5 separate regions of the Mus musculus genome follow, and regions 2, 3, 4 and 5 are each linked to region 1. Evidence: chromatin contacts called from public promoter capture Hi-C data. All regions are on one chromosome and are shown on one strand. The core of a region is the stretch at or near the end of the contact, and the rest is flanking DNA. Distances in the headings are between cores, read along the strand shown. Region 1 holds the start of Htt (huntingtin). Region 2 holds the start of Letm1 (leucine zipper-EF-hand containing transmembrane protein 1). Region 3 holds the start of Nelfa (negative elongation factor complex member A, Whsc2). Region 4 holds the start of 4930557J02Rik (RIKEN cDNA 4930557J02 gene). Region 5 holds the start of Haus3 (HAUS augmin-like complex, subunit 3).

Evidence for each region. Promoter capture Hi-C pulls out the DNA fragments that hold promoters and counts their contacts. Capture Hi-C pulls out chosen DNA fragments and counts their contacts.
Region 2: a promoter capture Hi-C map of liver shows a contact between it and region 1, with 2.6 times the contacts expected there. The contact joins the promoter of Letm1 here to the promoter of Htt in region 1. A contact is called at or near these places in 1 of 39 promoter capture datasets (liver), 1 of 115 datasets of contacts at active chromatin or transcription factors (astrocytes) and 2 of 9 other capture datasets (adipose tissue and liver).
Region 3: a promoter capture Hi-C map of hippocampal neurons shows a contact between it and region 1, with 3 times the contacts expected there. The contact joins the promoter of Nelfa here to the promoter of Htt in region 1. A contact is called at or near these places in 2 of 39 promoter capture datasets (hippocampal neurons and liver), 1 of 484 Hi-C or Micro-C datasets (neutrophils) and 2 of 115 datasets of contacts at active chromatin or transcription factors (astrocytes and memory CD8 T cells).
Region 4: a promoter capture Hi-C map of hippocampal neurons shows a contact between it and region 1, with 3 times the contacts expected there. The contact joins the promoter of 4930557J02Rik here to the promoter of Htt in region 1. A contact is called at or near these places in 8 of 39 promoter capture datasets (the 3T3-L1 cell line, embryonic stem cells, frontonasal cranial neural crest and 5 more) and 1 of 9 other capture datasets (embryonic stem cells).
Region 5: a promoter capture Hi-C map of adipose tissue shows a contact between it and region 1, with 5 times the contacts expected there. The contact joins the promoter of Haus3 here to the promoter of Htt in region 1. A contact is called at or near these places in 7 of 39 promoter capture datasets (the HPC-7 cell line, cranial neural crest, hippocampal neurons and 3 more), 3 of 115 datasets of contacts at active chromatin or transcription factors (cardiomyocytes, memory CD8 T cells and microglia) and 3 of 9 other capture datasets (adipose tissue, liver and macrophages).

Annotation. Positions count from the first base shown.
Region 1 is chr5:34,760,375-34,763,073 of GRCm38.p6, reverse strand. It overlaps Htt (huntingtin), which reads right to left and starts at 1,334. Exons shown (of 67, transcript NM_010414.3): 1 at 965-1,334. The coding sequence starts at 1,167.
Region 2 is chr5:33,781,345-33,784,043 of GRCm38.p6, reverse strand. It overlaps Letm1 (leucine zipper-EF-hand containing transmembrane protein 1), which reads left to right and starts at 1,327. Exons shown (of 14, transcript NM_019694.2): 1 at 1,327-1,570. The coding sequence starts at 1,492.
Region 3 is chr5:33,934,905-33,937,603 of GRCm38.p6, reverse strand. It overlaps Nelfa (negative elongation factor complex member A, Whsc2), which reads left to right and starts at 1,333. Exons shown (of 11, transcript NM_011914.3): 1 at 1,333-1,578. The coding sequence starts at 1,369.
Region 4 is chr5:34,117,380-34,120,078 of GRCm38.p6, reverse strand. It overlaps 4930557J02Rik (RIKEN cDNA 4930557J02 gene), which reads right to left and starts at 1,339. Exons shown (of 4, transcript NR_040703.1): 1 at 958-1,339; 2 at 444-872. It overlaps Poln (DNA polymerase N), which reads left to right. Exons shown (of 25, transcript NM_181857.4): 6 at 1,081-1,193.
Region 5 is chr5:34,168,099-34,170,797 of GRCm38.p6, reverse strand. It overlaps Haus3 (HAUS augmin-like complex, subunit 3), which reads left to right and starts at 1,374. Exons shown (of 5, transcript NM_146159.1): 1 at 1,374-1,408; 2 at 2,355-2,699. The coding sequence starts at 2,485. Poln (DNA polymerase N) reads left to right here and starts at 1,272. Exons shown (of 25, transcript NM_181857.4): 1 at 1,272-1,408.

The DNA.
Region 1 (2,699 bases), core at 85-2,584:
GACTCATGGTCTCTCTTCTGTTTCAATATTCTCTCCAGTCACAAGCAGCTAGCTTCCAAAGATCTATAAGATGTCAGCAAAGAACTAAACAGGAACTTTTACTGGCACAAAGTCAGAGTCAGAGTGGCCTATGTTCTAAAACAAGCCTGTCTGCAACACTAGTAAAATTCATTCCCCGGTGAAAACTGAGCACCACCAATGTATCCGTTTTATATAGAACAAAAAATCGATAGGCAGTTAAGTATAAGTCGACTCTTTCATATATATGCACACATATAGTTTTTTATTAATAATCACACCTAAGTAACTCACCATGTACTTGACAAATACAACTCATCCAACTGCCTGCAGACACACAGAAGCACACCTCTCTGGCTATGCTTAAAACCTGGTTTAACTACACTACACCACAAACTAAATGAAACGCCAGGAGAGTACGAAGTGCCTCGAGTCACAGGCTGCTTCAAGTGTCACTTGGAAAAAGAATATCCCATTGGATGCGTTCACACTCCCCCGCCCTCAGCACTCCCGCCGAGACCTCCTAAAAGCATTATGTCATCCACTACCCGCACATCTCTCACGCTGTCCTGCACTCCCAGCTCTTAGGCCTGATGAGGAGGTAACCCTAGAGATCTCTGCCTCTCCAAGTTCTCTTCACAACAGTCATGTGCGCCACCGCCCCAGTTTCTCCAGAAGAGAGAAACAAGTTCGTTCCCTAACTTCGCAAACTGGGAACGGCGAAGGCACTGGAGTCGTGACGCCCCTCAGCGAGTCCCTGGCTGGCCTGACCCGGCTCTGTCTCCTCTGAGGGAGGCCAGAGACCCCGCAAGACGAGGGCCCGGGCCGGGAAAGCCTGGCCTCAGGGAGGTACCGCGACCCTCTGGACAGGGAACAGTGTTGGCCATGCCCAGCACGCAGGCCAGGGGCGCGGGGCCCGGGCGGGAGCTGCGGCGCCCGGACTCACGGTCGGTGCAGCGGTTCCTCTGCCGGACCTGGCAGCGGCGGTGGTGGCGGCGGCGGCTGCCCCTGAGGCGGCGGCTGAGGGGGTTGAGGCGGAGGCGGCGGCGGCGGTGGCGGCGGCGCCTGCGGCGGTGGCTGCTGCTGCTGTTGCTGCTGAAACGACTTGAGCGACTCGAAAGCCTTCATCAGCTTTTCCAGGGTTGCCATGACGGCTTCCTGCCCGATGGGACAGACCCTGAAGACTTGGAGCCTACTGGCACTACGCGGCGCCACTTAGCAGCAAGGCAATGAATGGGGCTCTGCGCGGCAGGCAGAAGCGGAACCAAGGCGCTCAGCCATCTTGGGCCCGTCCCGGCAACCCTCGCGGCGAGTGCGTCCCGTGACGTCATGCCGGCGGAGACGAGGCCACGCCAGACCCGCAGAATTGACAGGCGGATGCGTCGTCCTCTTTCCCGAAGTCAGGACGCAGGCCTGCGGGGCCTCTGCTAGTTTAAGACTCTCCGCCCCGCCGATGTGGCCCCGCCCCTTCCCGCAAAAGCCAGCCCCCCTTAGTGAAGAGGGCCAAGCAAGAGGATGAGGTGGGCGGGGCGGGCTGCTAGATGAGGGACGGAGCTGAGCGGAGAGTGGGCTTTAGGGCGGCTCCCTGGCACCAGCGATAGAAAAGAAGTGAGGAGGTGGGCAGAGGAGTTGGGGAGACCCGGAAGGAAGAAAAGGTTGGAAAGGGGAATGACAGCGAAGAAATTTTCCTGCGTAAAGCCACCCTACACCTGGAGTCACCGGGAAAGCGATTGTGGAGCTCGGAACCCGAAACCCAAAGCAGCTCTCTCTTCCACAAGCCAGGTGGTGGCCTGAGCTTCCCGAACGCAGCGTGCTGGGAGCTCCCTGCAATGAGAAGGGAACCAGAGTGACCTGTATTCAGGACCAAAGAACCCTTTATGATCCGTGGACCCCGAAGCCCCAGAAGTGTCTGCAGTAGAGAAGGCTGAGAAAGGGTTTCAAGCAGGCAGCGAAGGCTGAGAAAGGGTTTCAGGCAGGCAGCAGTAGTTACTGTCCAAAGAAAGGCTGTGTTTCATGCAACTTTGGTCACACACTCTACATTGAGACACGGACCCTGGAAAGTGCTGTGGCAACCAGCCAGGACCTACAAGGGGTCTCATTGCCACCAGCGCTGAAGTCCTTGTCTCTAGAGCCTCCATCTCCCAAAGGTGAGCAATTAAAGCAGGAAGCTGAAAATGGTGTGGATACACCCAAGCTGCCCCTGCAGTCTGCCCAGCAAAAAGTGTTGGCTTCAACCGGGCATGGTGGTGCATGCCTTTAATCACAGCACTTGTAGAATGCTTTTTGAGTAGCATGCACGAAGCTCTGAGTTCAATCCCTGCATTTTATAAACCAGGGGTGGTAATCATGTACTCTGCAGGTAGAACGAGGATCAGGAGTTCCAGGTTTTCCTTGGCTTCATAGTGAATTCAAGTCAGCATGGGCTGTATCAGAACTTGTCTCAAAAGAAAAAGGAAAAGGAAAAAGCCAAGCAGTGATAGAACACACCTTTAATCTCAGCAGTCTGGAGGCAGAGGCAGGCAGATCTCTGAGTTATAGGTCAGCCTGTTCTACAAAGTGAGTTCCAGGACAGCCAGAGCTACATAGAAACCCTGTCTCAAACAAACAAACAAAACCGTTCCGGCTTCAGAAAAAGCTGTCTGGAGGTGATCCATGCAGTGAGAAACCCAATGAAGCTTCAG
Region 2 (2,699 bases), core at 78-2,577, 980 kb after region 1:
GCTGTCACCTGAGGTTTTGATCTTATCCATTCTGACTGGTGTAAGGTGGAATCTCAGGGTTGTTTTGATTTGCATTTCCCTGATGATTAAGGATGTTGAACATTTCTTTAGGTGCTTCTCAGCCATTCGGTATTCCTCAGTTGTCATTACTACTTTGGCTTGGCTTTGCTTTCCTCCTCCTCCTCCTCTTTGGTCAGGCAAGTGTTCTTATTGGTGGAAGTTTCTCAGCTTGGCTAAGAAACTTCAGTTCTTTGGTTTAGGTCATCAGCCCTTTCAGGGAATCCCTACACTTGACTTAATTCTGTATCTGATGCCCACAATGTACATTACCGTGTGCACAAGAGAGGTTCCAAACGTCTTAGGAGATTCTCTGCCACCTGAGTCCTGAGATAGGGATTCTGGCCTACACTGGCCCAGCTTTTAGGTTCTGATTCAGAAAATGACCAGATAGGTTACTTCTTCCCAATGGGCTGTGCTGGGATACTAGTGAAGCGTCCTCGCTGGGAGCCAGCTGGAATTAGGACTTGAGCACCTGTTCATCAGAAAAAAAAAAAATGCATTAACCTCATACTGAAGATCTTCACCTACTATTCTGAGTTCACTCCCACAGGAACGTAGAAGGAACGGAAAAGGCATTCCACAAAGGCAGGAGGTGGAAAGCAGTGAGGGAAGTCTCCAGGAACGGTCTGGTGTCCCTGGGTCGGGATACAGATCTGTGGAGAGGGTGGCTGCTCTGGAGCACCAGAGTGTGTATAGTCCTGGGTTTCCACAATCCTGAAGCCTGCCATTCCAGCCACCACCCTTTAAAGAAGAGGATGCTGCCAGGTCTATTTTGGAGTGGGCAGGGGTGGCTGTGAGCTACCATAGAGGGGACCTGCCAGGAGTGCAGCCCACTACTAAGGTTGCTCGTCCTGACGCGAAGCAAGGAGGTGGGACCAATTAACAGCCTCGCAGAGTTATGTTCCCTACCCACCACCCTTCCTTAAAGTCCCATGAGCCATCTGCTATGGGCTAGTATAATATAGGGCTTAGTAGTTATGAAAATAGATGCCAGTTCTTTTGCCGCCTCTGTGCCCGCAGCCCCAAATCAGAAGCTAGGCACTGCTAAGATGCAAGAGGAACTCCAGATAGATCTGAGCTCATCAAGAAAACCCAAGACTCGGCGCACGCTGGGACTTGTAGTCGGGAGAGGCAAGCCTCCCGGATGCACGCTGGGCCTTGTAGTCTGTTGGGCGGGCTCGCCCCTCACCTGGCCAGGGCGGGTGCCGCAGGGCCAATGGGAGCCGTGCCGGCCAGGCCTGTTCCGCCCCGCGCCTACGGACGTTTGTGCCGGGACATGGCCGCTGCGGATGCCGGGTCCTTGAGCTGAGCGCTTGCTGCCGGAGCCAACCTCTGCCGTCAACCGTCCGCGCGGGCTGGGCCCAGGCGCCGGGACGGCCAAGATCCGCCGAGGAAGCTGAGGCAGCTATAGAACGCCGCCGCGGCGGGCGCATGGCGTCCATCTTGCTCAGGAGCTGCCGGGGCCGGGGGCCTGCCCGCCTCGCGCCACCTCGGGCCGCCTCCCCGCGGGGTAAGCTGGTGCTGCGCAAACGACCTGTTGTGGGCGACCGGGAGCCAGCGCGGGACGCCCCCTTCCGTGCCCCGAGGCAGCGCGGCAATGACAAGCACCGGGCCGCTCTGAGCCGCTTGTGCTGGACAGCTTCCTGTGACCTTAGTTGCCCAGGTCGCCGCAGGTCACTGCTGCCGACCGAGGCGCTGAGAAAGTTCCTTAGGGCCGTGGCTTCCCTGCCGCTCCCCTCGAAGATGAATCGAGCCCTGTCCTGCCCTTTGGCCAGTTCAGGCTTGGAAGCCAGAACTCTGGGACAAGGAGATTGGGTTGTGGTTGATGCCAGCTTAGTGGGCCACTCCCTGGGGTGGGGTGGCTGATGACCGTGCTTTCCAAGGAAACTTATATGTGTCCTATTTGTAAGGTTGAAACAGCCTGTGAGAGTGGGACCCAAGACCTTATGGTTTCTTGGTAGAAGTACAGTTCTTGTCACCTTAACAGTATTGGAGAGTCGGGTATGGTGTGGAGCCAGGCATGGGGGCACACACCTTTACCCCCAGCACCCTGGAAACAGAGGCATGTGAATCTCTGAACTCCAGACCATTTAAAATTTCAGGCCAGGCAGGGCACAAGATCCAGTCTTAAAAACAAACAGCAAAACCAGTTAGGATGCGTGGAAAGAGCAGAGTGTCCCTGGGTTTGGTGTGGTTTTTCAAGCTGTCTCTGCTATAAGCGCTGTCTACCTGTTGACTTGTTCAGGATACCATAATGTACTTCTGCCTTTTCTTATTTCTCTGGCATGTTTATGGCTTTCAAATTAGTTGATATTGTGTGTGTGTGTTATTATTCCAGGCACAAGAATGTTTTCTTTAGTTAACCCAGTTCCCTTGGAACAAAAATGCTGCTTCCCTGACAGTGGTTAGACTCCTGTCAGCTGGTTAGATGTGGAACAATAGAGCATTACTGGGTAGCAAGCCCCTGCTCTCCCTGTAATGATGTGCCCAGAGCCAACAGGCACAGGATGGACATCCTGACTTTTTAGTCTTAGAGGATAAATTGAGGCCAACTTTGTATCAAAGTGTTCTTTATTCTTGAGTACTTACCTTCTTCTTCACTTTTGTGTGACATACTTTATTCTGATTTTCTCGTTATA
Region 3 (2,699 bases), core at 84-2,583, 830 kb after region 1:
TCTCTGTGTAGCCCTGGATGTCCTGGAATTCACTCTGTAGACCCGGCTGGCCTCGAACTCAGAAATCCACCTACCTCTTCATCCCAAGTGCTGGGATTAAAGGTGTGTGCCACCACCACCAGGCAAGTCTGAGTAACTTAAAGTGTCAGGAAAGACCACTCCACTACAGCTGTCACCAAATGCTGGATACCTGAGGCTCCCAGTCCCTTGAATCAGGCAATTCCACAGTCTCTTCTGTCAATAGTTGTTAATATAACCATGGGAAGTGGCCTAGTGAGTCTTATGCCTTTCCAAGTTTCCTCAGGCTTGTACATTTAATTACCATGCTAAGTCTTAAGAGCTGCTCTCCCCTCTTCATGAAATATTTCAATTAGGAGAAAACAATTTACATTTAGTTATATATTTTCATTCTGTGGCTCAAAATGGACTCAAACCCTCCTATCTGAGCTCAAATTCCAGGAATTACAGACATGAACCACCACTCCCAGGATACTTAGTGTTTTAAGAGATTCGTTTCACTATTTTGCACAGGATGGCCTCTACCTCCTCGGCCCAACCGATCCTTTTCAATCTCCTAAATATCTGTGACCAGAGTCGTGCCCTACTGCCACTTTTGCTGACACTGCCTTGTGAGTGGCCTAGGGCTTTAATCCCAGTACTTGGGAGGCAGAGGTAAGTGGATCTCGGAATTTGAGGCCAGCTTGGTCTACAGAGTGAGTTCGAAGGATGGACAGAACTACACTGTCAAGTTCTGATAAAGAGAGACACTACAGGGTGAATTTAGGCTTCTCAGCAGCTGTGGAGGATCAGCCTTTGAAAGACCGTACTCTGAACTACTTTGCAATTGCCCTGATGATTAACCACAGCCATCGCGACCACATAACCATGGGAAATGGCCTAGTGACATCCCCGACACGGAACGGACCTGTATGCGGACCTGAGGCAGCACTGTATGCAGGACGGGCAAGGGCCATTCAAGACTGTCTGTGGAGAACGAGCCCAGCGCGCTCTCCGGACTCCTTCCAATGAGCCGCACACCGGGAAACCAAACTGTTGCGCCTCACTGCGGTACTCTGAGCGGAACATCTCGACGACACACGGATGCGACTCAAATGGCTACGGCATTGCCCGGCGCCCTAGTAGGTGCCGCCATCATGCGTTACGGAAACCCAGAGTTCTTTTCGCGGAGACTCACCGCCCACTCCCTGTTCTTGCGCCTCGGCTCGAAGCCTCCAGAAGGCGGGGCCATTTGCAGTTGCACTCGAGACCCCGCCCCGCGCCAACGGGTGCCGCCATGTTGGGGGTCCTCGCCGGGGACACGTAGGCGTCCGCGTAAGATGCCGGCCGACGCGCGCTGCCGCCGCCAAGATGGCTTCCATGAGGGAGAGTGACACCGGCCTGTGGCTGCACAACAAGCTGGGCGCCACGGACGAGCTGTGGGCGCCACCCAGCATCGCGTCCCTGCTCACCGCCGCGGTCATCGATAACATCCGCCTCTGCTTCCACCGCCTCTCCTCGGCCGTGAAGCTCAAGCTACTGCTCGGGACGCTGCATCTCCCGCGCCGCACCGTGGACGAGGTGAGGACGCGGGCCAGCCTCTCTCCGGCCGGAGCACCGCTCCTGCCTCCCGCCGGCTCCGGCGCCGCACCTTGCCCTTCTCCCGCCGGCCGCGCGCAGCTCCGTTTTGGCGCCGTTAGCCCCTACACCTTAGTACTTCCAGCCGCTGGGCGCTGTCGCGTTCGGGGGTCGTGGGGCCATGGCCACAACAGCCAGGCCCGCCCCTTCCGCAGTGCTGGATGCTTCAGCTCCGAAGCTACTCTTGGTTCGGGGCTGTTAGTGCAACTTTCCATGTGACTGCTGACCTTAATTTTGTTGCTTTTGCCTTACCAAATATCAGTCGGCTTGCGTTCATCTCTATTCTGTGGCGTTTTGTTTTGTTTTTGTTTTTTGAGACAGGGTTTCTCTGTATAGCTCTGGCTGTCCTGGAACTCACATTGTAGACCAGGCTGGCCTTGAACTCAGAAATCCGCCTGCCTCTGCCTCCTGGGATTAAAGGCGTGCGCCACCACGCCCGGCTATTCTGTGGCTTCTTTTCAGTGTACTCTTGTTCCACATTGCATCTCTCTAACTTATACTATGCTTTGCAAATACATACGCAAATAATATATGTATAGTTTCACTGTGTAGCCCAGGTTGATCTCATACTTGGTATCCTCCAGTCTCAATCTCTGGAGGTCTGGGCCACTACATCTGATAGCAGCTAAAAACACCGAGTTACCTTAGTTTTTAAACATTTCCAGTTATTGTATTATTTTTATATCATTAATTTTTATTGCTGCACTATACCATATACACAAAACTGCATATTTATTCGGTTTAAAAAATACTGAGAGCTAGCTAAATGACTCCTGTTATCTCCACACATGAAAACAAGGCTGGTCCCTCCAAAGCACCTCCATTCCTCTTTCCTGCAGGAGGCTTTTTTTTTTTTTTTTTGGTTTTATTTTGGCAGGGTTATCAATCGTGTGTGCATTCCTAGCACACACGAGTATTTGGGGTTTGCCTCATTTGAATTTAATACGGCAACAGGTTTCCACGTTATATTCATTTTCCGTGTGGTGTGGGTGTGTCTTCTGTTGGTAAACACCTGGACAGATTCATCCAAGTTGTTGCAGACAGTTTGATTTACTCCGAATTAT
Region 4 (2,699 bases), core at 90-2,589, 640 kb after region 1:
AGAAGGCAGGGTAGCCATTAGATCACTTCATCCTAGATGTATCCTTCAGCATGTGCCAGGGAGGTCCCCATATTCCATTTTCTACCATTCTTAACTTCTTCATTCTCATTCTTGTGTCCCTTATCAGTTTTACCTAAGCCAAGACCCAGTGCTGTTGGCACTTTGACCTCCCTACCATTTTGGTCTCCTGTTCTAACAAATCAAGGCCAAGCCACATAACTTTCAAAGCACTATACAGTGTCTATCAATGGAGCCAGGCAAGCAAAATCCACCTATACACCATCACTCAGTGTGCATGTCTACTGGACTCCTGGTTTCTTCCTTTCTTACCCCATCAAAGAGCTCTTTTTAATGTATTGTACTTTTTCCATAAAGAGGAACTTGGGCTTAGTGGTTTAGGGCTTCTGGCAGTAGCAAGATACAGTATCAGAACCCAACCTTACCATCTATTTGGTGTGACATATCTGAATCCAAGTCTCTTCATCTTCATACTGGATGGAGTGCCTGCCTTGTAGTAGTGTGACTAAGTTTCAGTGTGGCAACCTTGTGAAATGGTAGCCTGGTATCTGCTATGATAAATGTTAACTGTTATCCCAGATTCAGAAGTTCATAAGGTGATGGAAGAAGCTGCAGTTTAGCACGTGTGGGTCCTTCTGTGAAAGGTGTGTGGGTAGGCTGCTTGCCCAGAACATCTCTTGAGCAGGTTGCACAAGTTGTGGGTGGAGAAGAGTAGACATGCAAGAGCATATGCCATCCTCAGCAGTGTGGGTAGGAGTGGCACCGTGCAATGGCAGAAGGAAAGACCTGGCATGCCGAGAGGTGGAACACTTGGAGGCTTGGACCAGGTCCAGTGTGTGTATTCTGCACAGGAGCTTCAGGAGTAGAAGCTTTTCTCAGAGATGAGCCCTGAGTCAAAGCTTCACAGTGTATGAAATACACATAAGAAGTAATGCCCACCTCATAGGATTCACTAGTTAATCGAGGTGTGTATATACTACATAAGGATAGATAGAATTTGATATTACAATATTTTTCCAAGACCCAAATTACTATCTAAATGGTGAATTTTCTTTTGTTTAGGAACATACTGTTTTGGACACTGAGGTGTAAATGTCCCGTTGTTTGTTTTAATGCCAAGGACTTTGTGAGAACAGTGCTGCAGCTCTATGGTGAAGATGGCAGTTGGAAGCATGGTAAGTCACCATTCTCATTGTCTCTAAGACTTAGAAAAGTGGTCAGGCCACCATGTCACCTGCTCCAAGGGCTCTTGGCCACACAGACACTGCTTCTTCACCTGCCATGGACACTTCCCCTCCTATGTCTGGACTCTTCTTATATTTGTACCAGTTTATACTCCTTTAGTGTAAAGAATGACCGCTGAAACACAGTCACAATGGGCTTTGTTGTTATCATCAATGGATACAGATACTAAGATCTACAACCCAGAGAGTACCAAACAAGACAGTATAAAGGGTAGGGAATAGCTGCTATATGCCTTTAATCTCAGTACTCAGAAAGCAGAGGCTAGAGGGTCTCTAAGTTTGAGGCCAGCTTGGTCTACAGAGAGAGTTCTAAAATAGCCAGGACTTCACCAAGAAACCCCATCTTGAAAAATGAGAGAGAGAGAGAGGTAGAGAGAGAGAGAGAGATAGAGAGAGAGAGAAAGACAGAGAGACAGAGACAGAGAGAGACAGAGAGACAGAGACAGAGAGACAAAGACAGAGCGACAGAGAGAGCGAGCGAGCATTGTCAGGTATGGGTTCCATTTCATGGAATGGGACTTAAATCCAATATAAAAGTACTTTCAGAACCTTTTTGCCACTATTGTATCAGAATATCTTGTAGTCATGCCGCTATTGTAGGTAACAGGGTTTATAGCTGGGTGATATTAGCAATTGTCTTTAACCCTTGTCAGGGGGCAGAGTAATTATGAACACGTAGGGGTTAAGCTTCTGGTTTGGCACCAGCTGGACTTCTTCACATTCAGTAACATAAATATATGTTGTTTGCAACAGTAGGGCTTTACCACCTTACGGTGGAAAACAGTCATGGCCTTGGTAATAGTCTCTGATGTTTGGAGGGATTCCATGGGACCCCTTTGGCCAACAACTCAAAAATATATAGCTTTTTCCTGGCACTGGAAATTTTACTTGGTGGCATTATATGGTGATTCCATTTAGATTCATTCCATATATGCCTATATTAGGAAGCTTCTACAATAGTGGGTTTCCATATGACTTTTCAAATGCCTTTAGTGTTAGGTGTACCTCTCATAGTCCCTACTTAACTTGGATCTTCCATCCTCTGTCCCATCGAATCCTTCTGGTTTAGTTCCCCTTCTCCCCACAGCACTATATTGTATTTCCCCTTTCTTGGAAGATCCTCTCTATCCCACTGACCTTACCTAATGTCTGTAGTTATTTGAATTTTAGTACACATATCAAAAGCTTAAAAACTTAACATCCACATATAAGAGGAAACATGTAGTATTTGTCTATTTTGGGTCTGGCTTATTCACTTGGGAATTTTTTTCTCTATCTCTATCCTTTTAACCTTCAGATTTCAAATTTTCACTGGTTTTTAAACAACTGAATGATATTCCATTGTGTAAATGTGCCATAGTTTCATTTTCCATTTATCAGTAGATGGACATCTTGGCTGTTTCCAATTTCTGGCAATTATGAATAGTACAGCAGTGA
Region 5 (2,699 bases), core at 125-2,624, 590 kb after region 1:
CATCTGGGGTCCTCTTGGGCCAGTCCCCTGATGTCCTAACCACATTAGGCACCATTCTAAGAACTTTTCCCCTGTACTGTTTGTTTTTATTTACTTTCCGGTTTTATTGACCTTCAAAAGGAGGATAAAAGTTAAATAAGAATTAATAGGAAATGTCTTCAACTCAAATTTAAATGATCTGCTTAGAACATTAGTTTTTCTCTCTTTGAAAACATGAATATCTGGGCATGGTGATTCATACCTGTGGCCCCAGCACTTGGAGATGCTAAAGTAGGATCTTGAGTTGAAGCCCAGCCTGGGTAGAGAAGCAAATCCTTGTCTCACAAAACAAATAAGCCCAGGGAAAAAGATCCAGAAAGAATTCTACCTAGTAGCAACTAGACTAGACCCTTGTCTGATACATCACCCTATTTATGATTAGAAGAGGGGAATACTATTTTTTTAATGATCAAAGCCCAGATCTTGTGAATTTATATATCATCTTACAAGAGAGTGGTTAAGTTGCAAATGCTGTCTGATAGAAAAAAATGAACAGATTATGACCCATACAGACAAGTTGTTACCAATGCCAACTGTAACTCCAAAGATCAGTTTTCTGGGACCATAGGACATTAACTAGGCTTGCATCTGAGTTCAGCATTCTGTCTTTCATTGAATGACGGCGGGCATCCTCAGAATGTCTGTACTTCTGAGTTAAATGCATTCTAAAACTGATGTATTTTACACCTTGACATTTTGAAGATGGGATCTTGGAGGGAGTCAGCTTTTGCTTGGAAGTCATCGAGGCCTTGGGAGTTAAGTGATTTTTGTTAAATAACCATTGTAAAAGATTCTATAGCCAACAATCCTACCCTGCAAGAGACCTGATAGGGTCCCAGCTGCTTGTTATTAGCACCAACGCTGGATCACCCTACCAGTGGTGGTGGTAAGAGCTGTTGGGGGAAGAAGGGGTCTGTTCGGCCTCAAACTTCCGGTCCCCTAGTGGTGTCACAGACCGCAAGCCATTCTTAGGACAGGAGGCCTAACTGAACTAGAGGGCCAAATGGCCAAGGCAACAAAGCAGCCGGAAGAGACCCAGACTCCAACTCCCGAGCGGGGGCGGGGTGGGGCGGAGCGAGGGCAGAGCCTATAGTGAGAAAACCAATCCTCTTGAGCCTAGCGGGAAGGACGGCGGGCCAGAGGCGGGGCTAAGGGGCGGTGCGTCCGTCAGGAAAGCCAATCACTTTACCCCGGCTCGTTGAAGGGGGTTGGTCTGCGGGTCCTCCTTCGCTTTCTCCGGGATACCTCGCCGCCTGCGCTGACTTTACGGATGTTGTAATCTGCGCGTGCGCGTCCTGGCACTCCCGTGAGGCACTGCGGCGCGCGCGGTTGGAGGCTGGCAGAGAGCAGTGACTGCGGCTTTCCTGAGGTAAGGGTCTTGTAAGTTCGGGGTTGGCGGGGCCGCCGCTACCCTCCTACAGCCTGCTTGAGGCATCGATAGAGGTCGCTGGGCCCAGGCGCGGGGTGTGCGGGGAGGCTGAGGCTTTGTGCCAGAGGTGGGGGCGGAGGTACGTGGCCGGTCATCCGGCTGGGGTTGGTAGCTTTATTTTTCGGATACTGCGGATAAAACCCAAGGCCTCAATCATACGAGGCAAACGTTAAACCGGAAATACACACTTATCTGTTACCCAGCTTTTAAAAACAGCAATTTGGTACTTTTGTGGGCGTGTTTTATTAGAGCTCTTAAGTGTCATAACTGGATACTCAGAAACAAACCAAAACCAACCCAGAGAGTTTGCTACCAGAGTGTCAAATACATCGTGATTTTAAGACCTGCCATTGTCACTGACCTAAGTTTGGTTCAAGTCGTGGTTCATTGTGTTCTATTCGAAATAAAACTTCTTACTTGATGATTGATGGGTACTTTGAAACTTGTCAATTTGTCCTGGTTTTCTCTGCGTTAGACTGGTTATATCTATAGATTGAGTCCTTTGAGACTGATGGAACGCTGATTGAAGTAAATATTTAGTTGATTCTTCCTTAGAAAGGTAGGCATATTTCTTTTTCCTAACTAGAAACTACAGGGGAAACAGCTATTTTACAAAATGTAATTTATTTTAAGTAATTTCATCATTGGGAAAAAAAATCAGTTTTTTTTTATTGTTATATCTTCATTAATTAGATTCTTCATTACTGTTGTAGTGTCCTAAGCAACACCCTGATTGCTTCTGTTTTGCTTTGTCTTTGTCAGATATTGCACGTGCATCTGCTTTTAACTTAAGTAGTCTCCTGATGTCATCTGATAAAATGATCTGTATATTTAAAATTCATTTGCCTTGTTCATGGTCTAATACTTGTGTTCTTTCCCCCACTAGGAAAACACATTATAGATTGTATTTTTTTTCCTTCTTCTATGGACTTAGCGTAAATATGTTTTTTTCTGTTTGAACTTAGTTTAAAAAAATAGATTCATATCAAATATTTAAAAACAGGAGTAGTTAAACCATGAGTTGTGGAAATGAGTTTGTGGAAACATTGAAAAAAATTGGTTATCCCAAAGCTGATATTCTTAATGGAGAAGATTTTGACTGGCTCTTTGAGGATGTTGAAGATGAGTCATTCTTGAAATGGTTTTGTGGGAATGTGAATGAACAGAATGTATTGTCTGAAAAAGAATTGGAAGCCTTCAGCGATCTCCAGCGATCAGGCAAGCCTATCCT